Linked DNA regions of Sus scrofa: region 2 is linked to region 1. A link is a contact called in public HiChIP or PLAC-seq data. All regions are on one chromosome and are shown on one strand. Each heading gives the region's core, a stretch centred on a gene start, on an enhancer-like site or on the middle of the called end of the contact. The rest is flanking DNA. Distances are from core to core; before and after follow the strand shown. Region 1 holds the start of OSTC (oligosaccharyltransferase complex subunit OSTC). Region 2 holds the start of LEF1 (lymphoid enhancer binding factor 1).

Region 1 (4,282 bases), core at 1,109-3,608:
TAGTGGAAGGAGGAATCAGATGCAGTAGCTACCCTTTACCTTGGAAGGAATATCTCACATGTTACAAATTACTAGACCCCTAGAAATTTCACTGAGAAGCCCACATTTTTTTTGGGGGGGAAGGGCCTCACCTGTGGCATATGGAAGTTCCTGGGCCAGGGGTCGAATCTGAGCTGCAGCCGAGGCCTACACCACAGCTTGCAGCAATGCCAGGTCCTTAACCCACTGTGGCAGGCCAGGAATCAAACCTGTAACCCAGTGCTCCCAAGATACCACCAATACTGTTGTGCCACAGCGGGAACTCTAAGATCCATCTTTCTTTTATAAGAGCCAAACTGGCTAACTGAATGAAACATGGTAGGAATTGCCACTCTGTATCTTTCAAGTCCTTGATGGTGGCATCAATCTCTGTAGTCACTTCTGATTGATTGTTTCAGAAGGTGAAGGTAGTTCTATTGGTTTTACTTAGAGTTTCTACCATTAGAGCCCTCACTCGGTGGGTCAGAAACCAAGGTGGGGATTCTTCCATACCCGAAAATGTTTACTCCAATTGTACTTTCCAGAACTAATGAATGACAGTATGGTATCTGCCAAGAGGTAGATAGTTAGCTAATGTTAATGTCTTTTCTGAAGCTATAAAAGAAGCTTAAAGACTTTTAATTTCTATGTTTTTCCTTAGTATTTTTCAATGCAACATATTTTTTAATTGTTCCAAAGTTTTTCCTTATTTATAAAGCTATAGGAATTTCAGAAACAGTGTGTTTTATAGTCCCCAGGAAAACTTCCTATATAAATACACTTCATTACTGGTGTTATTAGTGACCCTCTTATAAACTAAGATGAATGTACCTTCCTTAATACACACTAAGACCCTAGAGAAATGCTCACTATTGAACAGTAAGGGCAGTCTGTATTTAGAATTAAATGCTGCAATGTTTTATAAATATTTTTATTATTATGGTATTTAAACAATTTCTCAGTAATTGAATCACTAACTGAAAGTACAGAACCAAAGCATTCCATCCTGTAAAAAACCCTGAGCTCAGTAACAAACAGAGAGCACAAAACATTGGCTCACTAATAAAAGTATCAGTCTTTATTTATATAATCATTGGCTCAAAAATAAAACTATCAGTCTGGATTTATATAATCAGTCATTTGAACGCTTATTCTAAAAGGAAACAGATACTTGCAGAATCTTAAGAGAGTATACCGAAAAGAAAAACTAAACAGAAAGCAAAAAACTTGTTTAGGCTATCTAGTCTATCCCTAAAGACAAATTCTCTTTCATGTCATTTCTTCCACTTGGAATATAAACATAGCTCAGGCAAGAGATGATAGTGGCTTCCAATAGACTGGTAAATATGGAATGGAAAGTAGTGGATGAATTAAAGATATTTTTAATAGTACAGCCCAAAAGGCCTGCTGATATTTTGGATATGGATGTTTAATAAAGAGAGAAACCCGGATGATTTCAAGATTTTCAACCCGAAAGATTTTAGCATTTACGAAAACAGGGGAGGGCACAGGTTATTTAAAATAGTATTTTGGTCGTGTCAAGTTATCCACGTTAGGCATCTTGTAGAGCTGTCTTCTTGACCTTTGTGAGAGATCTAAACTGGATATATATTTTTAAATTTTATATTAATTTAGCGATTAGAGTGAACAATTGTTATTTTTATTTTTTTCCTTTTTTGGCCGCCCCGCGGCATATGGAGTTCTTGGGCCAGGGGTCAGATCCGATCTGCAGTTGTGACCTAAGCCGCAGCTGTGCCAACGCCAGCTCCCTAACACTGTGCCTGGCTGGCCGATCGAACCTGCATCCCAGCTCTCCTGAGACCCTGATCCTTTTGCGCCACAGCGGGAACTCCAACAACTGTTATTGCTATCACCACTGCCACATCAGGAAGTAAAAGCTCAGCAACCTAGGGCTTTCTCAAGCTCTTGAAAAACCCGCTAATAAGAAAAGCAGAGATTTCCCAACCTCTTCATTCATCCTCTGGCTCTGGGAAACTAGAGCGTCCCGCGTCCAATCAGCTTCCAAATCCCTAGCGTCAGCAAGTGGGCGGGGCTCAGGCGGATTCCGTTCCCTCTCCTCCTCTCGCTTGGCCACGTCTGAAGCCCTGCAGGTCCGTGAAGGTACATAAATCACCTGCTTATTAACTGGAAATAACCGAGCTTTTAATTTAAATTTTTGCTTCACGAAATTGTTTTGTTTCAAGACATTAAAAGATACATTGTTTTAAGTCATGACACTTATTTGTTTTTATGGTTTCTTCTTTTCTTCTATGAGTGTGTAAACTGCCACTGAGCTTTGCAGACCTGCCATTCCCTCCCCGCGCATGCGCCGGAGAAGGGGAGGGCGGGCCCATTTCCGGGTGGCGCGTGGGGCTTGAGGCCGAGAGCAGTCCCTGCCGCCACCAACATGGAGACTTTGTACCGAGTCCCGTTCTTAGTGCTCGAATGCCCCAACCTGAAGCTGAAGAAGCCGCCCTGGGTGCACATGCCGTCGGCTATGACTGTGTACGCTCTGGTGGTGGTGTCTTACTTCCTCATCACCGGAGGTAACTCGGCCTGGCTGGGGCTCCAGAGGCGCCGAGGCGCGGAGAGCCGGCGGGGGCGCGTCTGATCAGTCGCCTCTCAGCCTGGGAAAGCATCGCTCTGCTCTCGATCTTTTCGGAGGGTGGAGGGAAGTTCTGGGGTCCCAAGTGTTAACGGTCTGAAGGTTTATTTGCCCTCACGCCCTGTCCTATATTTTGAGAGAATTAATGTTCTCACTCCCGTTGCCATCCCTTTTCTGGTCTCTTAGCCAAGTCATCCGAGTCGAATAATGTATTTTTCAAGCCCAGATTGTTGTATTTTTTATTGCATGCCTTAAGTCGTTTGACAAAGACCCTGGGAAAATCTCTTCTGGCCCATTCTATCTCCTTGGTTGGCCAAAAGGTCTTGGCACTTTTACCTTCTCTTTGTCCACGGTCTCTGGAAACTTGGAAGAGACTGGACAGTCCTTAGGTTTGTGAGCTCAAAACTAAGAGTTTGGTCTTGTTTTTGGCCCGCTCAGCAATAAATATGAAAGGAGTTTTGATACATATTTGAGCTAAGAGATTTGCAGAAGGTAGCGTATCAGAGAGCGGAAGTTGAGAATTCAAAGAATAAGGAAAATAGCATTACTTTCGAACACTTCTGCATAATCATCTTATCCTGCCCTTTGCAAAGGGGGCGTCGCTTTGTATAGTGGTGAGTTGGCAATCCAGCTACGGTCTTTTCATAGCCACCACCCTTTCAAGCCGCAGTTTCATGATTTAGTCAACACTGCTACTGCACTTTCAGATTTGGGGAAGTGGGGTATTTAATTTGGAAATTATAAAATTAAAGCTCAACAGATGAGGGACAGCAAGAGCAGATAGTTCTACTTTTAAGGGATTGTTGTGGACCTCTTCATTTTTATACATATTTTTAAGAATAGTTGGCACTGAAGAAGGAAGTATCTGAAATCATGTGAGCTTAGTTCTAGGATGAACCTTTGGATTCAACCTCCTCTCAAATCTAGAATAGCTACAGTTACCTTATGTTCATTTAAATAAATTACATATCACATATTTTTTATGTTGATAAGATACTGTCCTAGCATTGCATTAGCATTAACATTTGCTTAGCACCTTAATAGGTGCTGCATCAAATAAACCATTTAAAGTGAGTGTGGCTTTTTTTTTTTTTTTTTTTCTTAATAAATAAGGCTTCATATGCTAGACCTCTTTCCTATAACCCTTACCTTCCTAGAAGCTAGGGCCTTTGCTAGAAGCCTCATAGTTTTCATTCTAGCTGCTTTTCCCCTGTTGATTGTTTTAACAGTGAGATGCATTTTTTTCTTTCTTTTTAAACGGCTGCACTGGGAGTTCCCTTTGTGGCTCAGCGGTAGGATCCATGAGGATTCGGGGTCCATCCCTGGCCTCGCTAAGTGGGTTAAGTATCCGGCGTTGCAATGACCTGTGGTGTAGGTCGCAGACTCAGCTTGGATCCTGCATTGTTGTGGTGTAGGCTAGCAGTTGTGGTTCCGATTTGATCCCTAGCCTGGGCACTTCCATATGCCACATTTGTGGTCCTAAAAAAATTAAAATAAATAAATAAATGGTGCAGCTGAGGCACATGGAAGTTCCAGGGCTAAGGGTTGAATTGGAGCTGCAGCTGAGGCCTGTGCCACAGCCACAGCAATGTTGGATCCCTAACCCACTAAGCAAGGCCAGGGATGGAACCCACATCCTCACAGAGACAATGTTGGGTC
Region 2 (4,282 bases), core at 736-3,235, 380 kb before region 1:
TGCCCACTCACCACCAGCAAAGATGAACAGAGCCCTAGTACCTAGGGGTTCTGGGCTTCAAATGCAGTGCCCTTCTCCCCAATGCAGACACAGGTAGACGATGTGAAGCGGGTGGCGAATTTATTTATAGCAAAAGGACGTACAAACAAAATGAGTAGAAATTTTAAAAGGCCACTCTACAAATATGAGTTTGGCCTCGAGTGTTGTGGATGTTATTTGGTTCTTTAACACGTGTCCTCCTGGTAACCTCCCCCCAATGAACACACAATCACAAATCTTTTAAGCAGATTTGGGGGCATCCTCTCCGCTGCCACGGCCTCCCTCGCCCCCTCCCGCACAATTGGCACGTTGGGATGAAAGATTTAGGGGACAGAACATCCCTACATTCTCTTTAGAACCCAGGCTCCCAGGCCCCCGACTTCCAAAATGCGTACTCACCCCTGCCATTGGGATAAAGAAGGTAACTCAGAGGTGTTCTTAAACTTGCTGTTTAAAACCCAAAATGTCCCCGCCCCCAAAACCTCACACGCCTTCTTTTTGGGGGCAGAAGGATGCCATTTAAGGAAAAAGGATATACCCTCCGAATTTCTTTGGAGGGAAAAAGCGTTGGTGAAATCTTCTGAATGTCAGGACTTTTCTACCGGATTTCCTCCAAAGCGTTTCCCAGTTGTTGAACAAGGGTGGCCAGTGCAGTGTCGGGTATCAGGGTCCATCCGCTCTCCCGCTCCCCCACCCCCAAAGCTCTCAGCTCGGCCTGAAATAGCCCTTCCGCGAGGTCCAGCTCTCGGCTTTCTCTCGCCAGCACCCACGTGTCTCTATTTACTCTACTCGGGTTACCAACGCTATCGCCCGCAGCGGGCCAGAGATCTGATAACGTGCTTTCCACTCTCCCCTGAGTGGGTGCCCTGGCTTCCGCCGCATCTCGACTCTGGCTCGCCTTTCTTTTGCATAGATTTAAGGCCTGATCCGGGCCCAAACTAACCCCCAATATAAACTTTTTTTTTTTTTTTTTCAATTCTTTAAGTGGCTGTGGGTGGAGAAAACTAGCGTTGCGGACCTTACTGCGAGTGCCCCCGCCCTGGGGTGGTTCCGCTCGGCGCGCCCACGGCTCCCCACAGCCAGCCCCGGCACTGGGACTCGGGCGGCGGCAAGGACCGGGTCCCGCACCGCCCCCGCCGCGCGCCCCGCTGGGCGCGAGCCTGGCTCCGCGGCGGTTGGGATGGCCCCGCCTGTCCTCGGCCCACGCCCGCCTCCCCTTCCTTTCTGCCTGTGGCTCTGCTCGTTTCTACCTAAGCTTTTGGTGGTTTAACGCATTTTTGCAGAGACATCTATCGAGAGAGCGGGTGCACTTTGTTTTCCGTCCTACGGAAGAACTTCTCAGTAGTGCTGTTCAGACATCCTCGCTTTAATGCATCGCACATTCTCAACCCCACGAAAACGTCTGAAGGCGAAACGTTATGGGTTAAGGGCCGCAAACCAACAGTTTAGTCACAGAACCCCAAAACGGATCCATTTTGAATGTTTTCCTGCATCCCCCTCCACCTCACACACGCACAAACGAAGAACGTTGACCAAAGTAGCCCAGCCCCTCACCCCATCCCACCTCGGCCCCAGGAGACCTGCTGGGGACCCATCAGCTGGGGCTGTCCAGAGCCTTCCCTCCCTGCTCTTCCCCCGGACCCGCCACGCCGCTCTGGGCAGCGGCCCGCTCACCTCGTGTCCGTTGCTCGCCGGGATGATTTCGGACTCGTTAACCAAGGAGGACTTGATGTCGGCTAAGTCACCTTCCTCTTCAGGGTGACTGATCTCAGCGAAAATCTTCTCTTTCTGGGGATCGCCCTCGTCCTTGAAGGGGATCATCTCGTCCGTGGCGCAGAGTTCCGGGTCCCCCCCGCCGCCGCCTGCCCCGGAGAGTTGGGGCATCCCGACCACTCTGTAATCTCCGCTCCGCTGGGGGAGCACCCCAGGCGACAGCAGAAGAGAGAAAGGGTAAAGGAAAGGTGGGGGAGGAGAAGGAGAATTGGAAGGGTGTGTGAGGGACGACAGCAGGCGGAAGCCGGGCTGGCGAGCGCAGGGCTGGCGGCCGGCAGCCTGAGCAACTGCAGCGGCGTCCGCGTCCCGGCGGCCGTCCGCGTCTTCCCACTCGGCCGAGACCCACGCCGGCACCCGTCCGCGAGGCCGAAGGACACAGGGCTGCGAGGGCCGCCGCTGCCGGCGCCTCTGGGGGCGTCTGCGCCGTGCAGCGTGGCGCACGCTAGGCTAGACTGCCCGGGCGGCCACCCGACGCCCCCAGCGTCTCCCGGGTCGTAGGAGGTTCGAGTCTCCGAAGTGCAGAGGAGGGTCCGCCGGCGCGTCTCTACGCAAATCTCTCCACCTCAGCTCCCCCGGAGGCCGATCTGGGAGTTTGTTTCCCGGAAAAATAAGGGACTCGGGCAAAACGGCTCCGTTTGCCCCAGTAGAGACGGTGCAAGGAGAATCAGAAGATAATGAATGTCCACTTCCTGGAGAGCAAAAAAAAAAAAAAAAAAAAAAAAAAGCCACCAGGGTTGGAGATGTCCGTTTTAGAGCTTCTTGTTTCCTTCCCTTTCGCTTCGGTTTTCCTTCTCCAGGCGAATTTAATCTGCCGGAGGAGAAGGTGGGGGCGGAGGAGGAGGGGAAGAAAAGGAAAAGAAGTTTGCCAAGAATAAAGTTTGTGCGTGCAAGCTCAGGGAGTCGGCAGTGGAGGGCACGGCTGGGTCTCGGGGAGTCACAGCAGGGACCGCGGACCCAAAAGCTTCTGCCCGGAGCTGGAGCCGAAACACACACAGCCCGACCCCTCTTTGTTCCCGGCTCGAGTTTCTCAGTCTGGCTCGCTCGCTGGCTCGCTGCTCTCCACGCCTCCGCCCGGCCGCTTGTCAAAGCAAAGAGCTGCACCCCTCGGGTTCGCCCGGCCCGGGGGAGGGGGACGCCCAGAGCTTGGCGGCTTGCGGGGCTACGGGCGCGTCCTGGCTCTTCGGCCTGAGAGCGCGCAGCCTGATCCCTCCTCCGCGCCCGGCCCCGCAGGTGAGCGGCTGCGCCTCCCCACCGCTTCTCCTCCTCCCGCGCCTCGCCGGCGCTGAAAAGCTACCCACTTGCGTCGCTTCTCCTCCCCTTCCCCTCCCCCGCCTCCAGCTTTCCTTGGCTGCCCGCTGGGAGGGAGGAGGGGGACGGCGAGAAGGAGCTGGTGATTGAGGACTTTTTTCTTTTCCCAGAGCCTGTAGGACTAGTCCTAGTTTTGGGGTGTGTATGTCTGTGTGTGTGTGTGTGTGTGCGCGAGAGAGAGAGAGAGAGAGAGAGAGAGAGAGGGAGCGCGCGCGCGCGTGCGGAGAGCGCCTAGAAAGAAGATTCAGGCAACTTGGCGAAGGAAGGATCCCGCGCTTCTTGTGACCCAAGGAAGGCACGTTTTTGCCCGCGTGAAACTGACAAGAAACTGCGGGAATGGTTTATTAACTTCATCATCTAAGTATCTCTTCTCTTGCTCCCTTCCCACCCACCCCCCTTCCTCTACCAGTCTCTCCCCCACCTCCTTTCCGCCTCCCTCTCTCCCTCCTTGGCTCTGGCAGTGGGAAGAAGATGAAAGAGAAGCCGCCGCAGCTGTGATCGACACCACATTGATAGATGCTCTGACAGGGGATGAGGCGGGAATCAGGGCAGAGGGAAGGGGGAAAACATAACACATTGCTCAGCTAATAAGAGAACGGAAGCAAGAAGAACAAGAAAGAGTTGTGGCTCTCCTAAATACATTGTAAAGGGACAAGGGAACACATGCCAGTAAAAAATTAAATTTCCAGGCTTACCGAGAAAAATAGGACGAGGAAGAAAAGACTGAAGACTGAATCTTAATTATCGCTTTTTAAGCAAGCTCTTGTTCATTACCTCCTCACCATGGGATGCACAAGGAGACTTACGCGAGGTCTCTCGTGGATTTTTGAAGATACACGCCACAATATGTGGGAACCTCGTAGAGAATGAAAAAACAACCCAAGTAGGGGGAAGAAAAGGCAAAGGGACCAAGGAGAGTGAAGCCAGTAGAAGGAGGGAGAACAGGGCAGTCTCTGGCACCTCGGACTGTGTGCTCAAAGGGACTCTTGAAGATGCAAATCGGAATCCAACCTCAAAAATTCCCCAGCCTTCACCGTCTCTTTGATGCATTTTGTACAAGGACAGGACTTTTAAGGAGATGCTTTGTGAAAGTTACAGTATAAGCGAAGCTGAAGTTTGAAAACACATTACATTTTGTTCCTTGGCTCTCAAACCCCCTCAG

What was found. HiChIP or PLAC-seq counts read pairs in DNA pulled down with a chosen protein or histone mark.
Region 2: an H3K27ac HiChIP or PLAC-seq map of alveolar macrophages shows a contact between it and region 1. The contact joins the promoter of LEF1 here to the promoter of OSTC in region 1. A contact is called at or near these places in 1 of 5 promoter capture datasets (fetal liver), 1 of 47 Hi-C or Micro-C datasets (embryonic fibroblasts) and 2 of 2 datasets of contacts at active chromatin or transcription factors (alveolar macrophages and skeletal muscle).

The regions. Positions count from the first base shown.
Region 1 is chr8:113,445,272-113,449,553 of Sscrofa11.1, reverse strand. It overlaps OSTC (oligosaccharyltransferase complex subunit OSTC), which reads left to right and starts at 2,358. Exons shown (of 4, transcript XM_003129258.4): 1 at 2,358-2,564. The coding sequence starts at 2,426.
Region 2 is chr8:113,824,157-113,828,438 of Sscrofa11.1, reverse strand. LEF1 (lymphoid enhancer binding factor 1) reads right to left here and starts at 1,985. Exons shown (of 12, transcript NM_001129967.1): 1 at 1,714-1,985. The coding sequence starts at 1,923. It overlaps LOC100738196 (a long non-coding RNA gene), which reads left to right and starts at 3,168. Exons shown (of 15, transcript XR_002346834.1): 1 at 3,168-3,202; 2 at 3,530-4,282.